2 separate regions of the Pan troglodytes genome follow, and region 1 is linked to region 2. A link is a contact called in public Hi-C data. All regions are on one chromosome and are shown on one strand. Each heading gives the region's core, a stretch centred on a gene start, on an enhancer-like site or on the middle of the called end of the contact. The rest is flanking DNA. Distances are from core to core; before and after follow the strand shown.

Region 1 (3,267 bases), core at 111-2,610, 61 kb after region 2:
GTTTTGGCCGGCTTCTTTACTGCAACCTGTTGTATCAGCAAGGTCTTTATTACCTGTATCTTGTGCCGACCTCTTATCTCATCCTGTGACTTAGAATGCCTAACCATCTGGGAATGCAGGCCAGTAGGTTTTAGCCTAATTTTACCCAGCTCCTATTCAAGATGGAGTTGCTCTGGTTCAAATGCTTCTGACAGTACTGCTTCTGTTTGCTCTTACTTCTCCCACGAACTCTATGATTTTTTTTCTCACATGTGTCTTAACTCAGGACAAGAGAGGAATGATTATTATCCCCATTTCCCACTTGAAGAAAACTTGGTTCTGAGAGGTTAAATTGAAACCACCTTTGCAAAATTTTAACTGAGGAAATTATGACAGTGAAAGAAATCAGACCTAACCGACTCCATCTTGCTTCTAACCTTTAAGCTGTCCTTGTTCATTCCTGGGCGTAGGCCGAACTAACTTTGGGAAGGAATTCAGCTCATGGCTTGACTCTGAAACAAAATTGATAATAGCCCTTTCCCGAAAAGACCTCCTTCTCACCTGGGGACCAGTCTGCCCGTGCAGGACTAACAAATTAGCTATAAGATTAGAAATTACCGTTTAGGGAGTCATGCAGTCTCTGACTCCAACAGTCTGAACCTCCCCAAATTGCTCCTGGGGATAACATCACTATTGTAAAAGCTAAGACTAGTGCTTGAAATATTTTGCAGACCCTGCACTCGATGGATCAGCTGACACCACCCAGACTGGTAATCTGGCTCAACCAGTTCTGCCATCCCACCCAGGAACAGAAAACAGTAAGAAAAACTCACTTCGACCCCCTAGGATTCCATCTCCAATTTCACCAACCAGCACTCCCCACTTCCGAAGCCCCTACCTGCCAAATTATCTTTAAAAACTCTGATGCCGAAATGCTCAGGGAGACTGATTTGAGTAATAATAAAACTCCGGTCTCCCGCACAGCCGGCTCTGCATGAATTACTCTTTCTCCGCTGCAATTCCCCTGTCTTAATAAATCGGCTGTGTCTATGCAGCGGGCAAGGTGAATCCACTGGACGGTTGCAAAATGACTTGCCCGAGGTCTCACCGCTTGGTCAGAGTCCGGCACTATCAGGCGGCTGGCGGATGCCATGGGGTTGTTGAAGGAGGGCCTTTATTTATTCTTGGAATCCTACCCTGTTTCCCAGGCTGCGGGAGGGATAGTTGCAGCATGGTAGAATTGAAAACAGCACAGCCCTTGGGTCAGTTTCGTAACTTGTGAAGGCTAAGTCAGGGTTCTGTTTGTTCAGCAACACAGCAAGAATCCCAGCTTTGTCACAGAAGGATGGGAAAAAATACAAAAAGCCTATGAGCGCCACCTAGTGATGAGTTCCGCCATCACATGTCTAATTGAGGAGTTGCGGCAATGGAGGACATTGTGCTTCCCAGGCCCCGTGAGCCACAGGGGAAAAAATCCACGGCTGCGTCCTCAGGGCCAGGGGCTCAGCCCGCCAGGCTGTTCTCAGTCGCCCGCCTGCAGCTCAGAAGGCTCACAAACGATCGTTCATGGCCCGGGGCCGAGGCACCTGGCACTGTCAGGCACTCTCAGGCACGATGTGGTCAAGCTGCCTACTTGGTGGTTCCTGCCATGCCCTTCCTTCTCCCTCCTTCTTTCAGGGTCCAGAACTTCAGCTTTCACTCATTCCGCAGCCACTATGCCAGGCTCTGTGCTGAGCACTGGCCGTCTGGCCATCTGCCAAGGCTGATCCCAGGGGCAGCCATGTCCTGTGCTCCTGCGAGGGCCGCATCCCCCTCCCTGCTCCAGCTCCCTCCTCCCAGTTCCACGCGCCTAGCTATGACATTCACTTCCACCCCCGGGGATCCTCCTCGTCCTACACCCGGCCCCACCATTACCACGCCTAAATAACTTGTGCATCCCTCCCTTTCTCTCCCTCTTGCTCATTGTCCTAGTTCAAGCCACTAATATGTCTGCCCTGGACAGCTTCAAAGCCCCCCCCCACTCACAGGCCTGCACCAGCTCTCCACACCGTGATCAGAGTCAACCTTTTGGAAGGGAAATACGAGCAATGGAAATTTCCTTGTTGAAACACTCCAGGGCAAGTTTCCAACTCCAGGACATGACTAAAAGGGAGGAAAATAGGGAAAATGTACAAGATGGATATATAAAGGGAATATAAGAACTAATATATATGACCGGGCGTGGTGGCTCATGCCTGTAACTCCAGCACTTTGGGAGGCCCAAGCAGGCAGATCGCGAGGTCAGGAGTTCGAGACCAGCCTGGACAACATAGGGAAACCCCGTCTTTACTAAAAATACAAAAAATTAGCTGGGCGTGGTGGCGGGCACCTGTAACCCCAGCTACTCTGGAGGCTGAGGCAGGAGAATTGCTTGAACCTGGAAGGCAGAGGTTGCAGTGAGCCGAGATCATGCCATTGCACTCCAGCCCAGGTGACAGTGCGAGACTGCATCTCAAAAAAGAAAAAATGTAAAGAAGTTTTTTTTAATTTTTAAATCATAGTCTTACTATATTGCCCAGGCTGGTCTTGAACTCATGGCCTCAAAAATCCTCCCACCTCAACCTCCCAAAGTGCTAGGATTTCAGGTGTAAGCCACCACACCCAGTCATAAGGAAGCTATTTTTTTTAAGTGCCCCGTGTTTGGCACCCAGAAGATCTTTAATTCATAGCCACTAGAACTTTGCTCCTCAAGGTGTGTCTGGAGACCACAGTCTCGACCCCACCTCAGACCTCCTAAAGCAGGATCTGCTCCTGGGCCAGCATGTGCAGGGGAGCAGAGGGTGAGCTCCAAAAGAGCAGGCCCTGCCCTGTCACCTCAGTATCTGATATGGTTTGGCTGTGATCCCACCCATATCTCACCTTGAATTATAATAATCTTTACGTGTCAAGAGTGGGGACAGGTGGAGCTAACTGAATCATGGATGTGGTTTCCCCCATACTGTTCTCATGGTAGTGAATAAGTCTCATGAGATCCGGTGGTTTTATAAATGGGAGTTCCCCTGCACACGCTCTCTTGCCTGTCGCCATGTAAGTCATGCCTTTGCTTCTCCTTTGCCTTCCACCATGATTGTGAGGCCTTCCCAGCTATGTGGAACTGTGAGTCCATTAAATCTCTTTCCTTTATAAATTACCCAGTCTCAGGTATGTCTTTATTAGCAGTGTGAAAACAGACTAATACAGGCCGGGCACGGTGGCTCACGCCTGTAATCCCAGCACTTTGGGAGGCCGAGGCGGGTGGGTCATGAGGTC
Region 2 (3,204 bases), core at 215-2,714:
GACTTGTCCAAGGCCACACAGCAAGGAACTGGCTGAGGCTGAAGGTAAAACCAGGTCTTTCTGATTCTGGAGTCTGGGATTTATAACAAACATTTGCAATGTGGGGTCGACAGATCAGTCCCCCAGGGCTGTTTCACGGACTAGATAGGGTAATAGGGGTGACGGTGTCTTGCATGGTGACAGGCACACAGTGCTCAGGGACTGGGAGCAGAAGTGGAATCTTGCCCACCCTCACCCAATTTTACAGAGAATAGAGGAGCCCAGGGAGGGCTGTGATGTACCCAAGGTCATGGCAAGCGGTCGGCAGAGCCCAGGTTCCCTGCCCCTGGGCCCCCTGCCTTCCCTTGCCCACCCTTTCCAGTTAAGGGCAGGGGCCATCCCTCCAGGGCCTTTCCCTCCCCAGAGGGTGGAAACTTCCAGAGTCCCTCCAACCTGACAGGAGAGTGACCAAGAGCAGGAATTTTCACCCTGGCACACACACCTGGAGCCTGGAGCTGAACGCTAGAATCCCAGGCTTTGCCACCCCAGAAGGCCCCTCCTGACCCTTTCAGAGCCTCCCAGCCTTCTCCCCAGGACCTTCACCAGCACCTTGCCCCTCTCCCAGTGGAGAGGGGGTGCCCCAGAGGCTCTGGTGCTCTTAGAGGGGACTGCAAGTTGGCAAGGCCAGGGGCATGAAGCACAGTGTTTTATGATTTTATTTTATCCTAGATAAGGTTGAAGAAGACACCCAGTCATAGAATGAGCCCTGCCTCCTGACAGCAGCCGGTTCAGAGCAAAGGCCTGCTTCTTAAACCCTCGCCAAGCCACCGAGCACTGGCCCAAATCCAGTAACAAGTCCTTTCTAATACCTCTTTCAGAGACTCCCCCTGGTTCGCTGTGGTGTTCATTCCCCCTTACTGCAAGGAGAAACCCAGCTTGTTAACCACAGGTGAGGTGTGCTCCCTGTGGTCTTTGGCTGCAGGGCATTGACAAGATAGGTCCCATCAAACACCCCCATCACTTCCAAGATTCCAAGATACGCGCACTTCATCTGTCATTTGCACATGAGAAAGCTGAGGGCTACAGAGGCAACCAGACTTGTCAAAGGTCACAGAGTAGGTAAAGTAACATTGTATCATCCAAATGAGGTATCTTTGAGAGTGAAAGGGGCCTCCTAATAACTTAGCAGAGGCAGTCGGTGTCAACCGGGACCTTCCTGGGCAGATCAGGTGTGTGGTCTCCCCATCATGCAGCAAGAGCCAGGGAGACCAAGCCTGGGTCTCACCATCTCACTCCACTACCCCAAGCCCCCTGCAGATGCTAACTCTAGAACAGGGTTACCATCTTCCTGCTGGCAGGCCCAGCAACCAGAGGCTCTTGTTTAAGTCTAAAGCCACTGCGGTGGTGGTTCAGGGGTGTGGGGAATCACTCCTGAGATTCAGCACCACACAGCACACCCCATGGTCATGCCACTGCAGTGAGGGCTTACTTCCGGAAGAGGGCCTGTGGTGCCTGTCAGGCGTAAGGCCTCACGTATCCTGCCCCGAGGGAAGGGGTGGTTTTAAAGAAAAGAATTTGCAGGTGAATGAAGATGACCCCTTTAAATGTTGAAAGTAGTTTTATTTTAGCCCTTAGTGCTGACGCTGTTTCAACGTGGGTTGTAGGCTGCCCTGCCTTAGGCAACAGAGCACAGGAGCATGCTACCCCTCACCTCATCCGAAGACTCAGCTGTGACCAGGAACTCCTGTCCTGAGTCATGACAGCAGAGAGGGTGTACCCTGTGGCATCCTTCACTGCAGAGGCAGAAATGACCCAGAAAGAAAAGGAAGTGTGTTCCCAGGGCCATGACCTTGTAACCCAGCACACAGGGGCATCTCCTTCCCTAGGCCAGGACCCTCGGCCTCAACCCGAAGCCCTCCCCTAGGCCGGGAACCCCAGCCTCAACCCAGAACCCCATAGCCCAGGTGAAGGTCTCCGACTCCCAGGTGGCCCAGGGTACAGGCTCTGAGGGCGTGGTCCTGGTTTGAGGTAGTGTTACTGCCATTTTCTCTGCAGCTGCCAGGATCCTGGGCTGGGGCACAGGCAAGCGTTGCAGGGATCAGCGTAACAATAGCTTCACCCTGAGATGGTTCAATAGGGTACAGTGATGTCTTCAGGGGCTGCAAAGACCGCTTGAGCTATTTCCCCGCCATACTCAACTGCCCCAAACAGCTGGGAGGCTGTCACTCTTCTGCCTCTGGTGTGTCCATTTTTTACTTCTCTGTTCCCACCTCAGCTTCTGCTCTGCACTCACAGAAATCAAGCTCACTAGATTGTGAGCCCTCTGAAGGCAAGGACGGTGTCAGTAGTTCATGTCTCTTTACCCCTAGAGATCACAGCTCAATATCTGGCATATAGTAGATGCTCACTAAATGCCATCCAATTCCAATTGTTTTGTTTTGAGGCAGGGTCTCACTCTGTCACCCAGGCCGGAGTGCAGCGGTGCGATCTCGGCTCACTGCAACTTCCATCTCCTGTGCTTAAGCAATCCTCCAGCTCAGCCTCCCAAGTAGCTGAGACTACAGGCGTGCACCACCATGCCCAGCTAATTTTTGTAGTTTTAGTAGAGATAGGGTTTCGCTATGTTGCCCAGGCTGCTCTCCAACTCCTGGCCTCAAGTGATCCACCCACCTTAGCCTCCCAAAATGCTCAGATTACAGGCATGAGCCACCGCACCTGGCTAGCCAACTGATTCAAACCGAAGTAGGCCAGGAAGATGAATTTCACCTACAATTCCAAGTCAAAGCAAATGTATTCCAGAGGCAGGGGTGGGGGTGGTGTTCCTCCGGGGGCTTTTTGCCTGCTTTGTGAATACATACAGGCCATTTAGAAGTTTGAATGCTGGGAAATAAGAGGGCTGTGAGTCTAAAAGTTGGGAACGTGGGGGAGAGTGATTTTATCTGCAACAGGTTCCTGGGTCCTGGTGAGTTCTGTACACCCTTGATGACCACCGATTCTGGGCCAGGCCAAAGGCCCATCTGGGCACAGGCGATCTCAAGGTGAGTAAAGTCAAGATGCAGCCCTTCAACGGGAGGCAGGCAGCCATGCCACGCTGACAAATATACAGGTCCCAAAGGCAGCGCAGAGAAGCAAGACCGCCTGATTCCAGGAGGCAGCGACATCAGGAAAACCTTTCCAAGGGAGGTCATCTGTGTAGGGGTTTGAAGGGTGAGCACGAATTTGCCA

What was found. Hi-C and Micro-C count contacts between places; a contact is called where the count stands out from the background.
Region 1: a contact with region 2 is called in a Hi-C map of induced pluripotent stem cells, with 2.0 times the contacts expected there. The contact joins two enhancer-like sites. A contact is called at or near these places in 5 of 7 Hi-C or Micro-C datasets (blood, induced pluripotent stem cells, a lymphoblastoid cell line and 1 more).

The regions. Positions count from the first base shown.
Region 1 is chr1:176,024,436-176,027,702 of NHGRI_mPanTro3-v2.0_pri, forward strand. No RefSeq gene overlaps it. Among named protein-coding and RNA genes, the nearest start is that of TRNAK-CUU, 7.3 kb to the left of the region's middle. Within about 2 kb of position 1,361, at least 12 of the 24 cell types and tissues checked have an H3K27ac peak or open chromatin away from gene starts, as enhancers often do. A contact at or near this core is called in induced pluripotent stem cells, where this site is marked.
Region 2 is chr1:175,963,792-175,966,995 of NHGRI_mPanTro3-v2.0_pri, forward strand. It overlaps BSND (barttin CLCNK type accessory subunit beta), which reads right to left. Exons shown (of 4, transcript XM_016919195.4): 4 at 1-3,204. Among named protein-coding and RNA genes, the nearest start is that of BSND, 14 kb to the right of the region's middle. Within about 2 kb of position 1,465, at least 1 of the 24 cell types and tissues checked has an H3K27ac peak or open chromatin away from gene starts, as enhancers often do. A contact at or near this core is called in induced pluripotent stem cells, where this site is marked.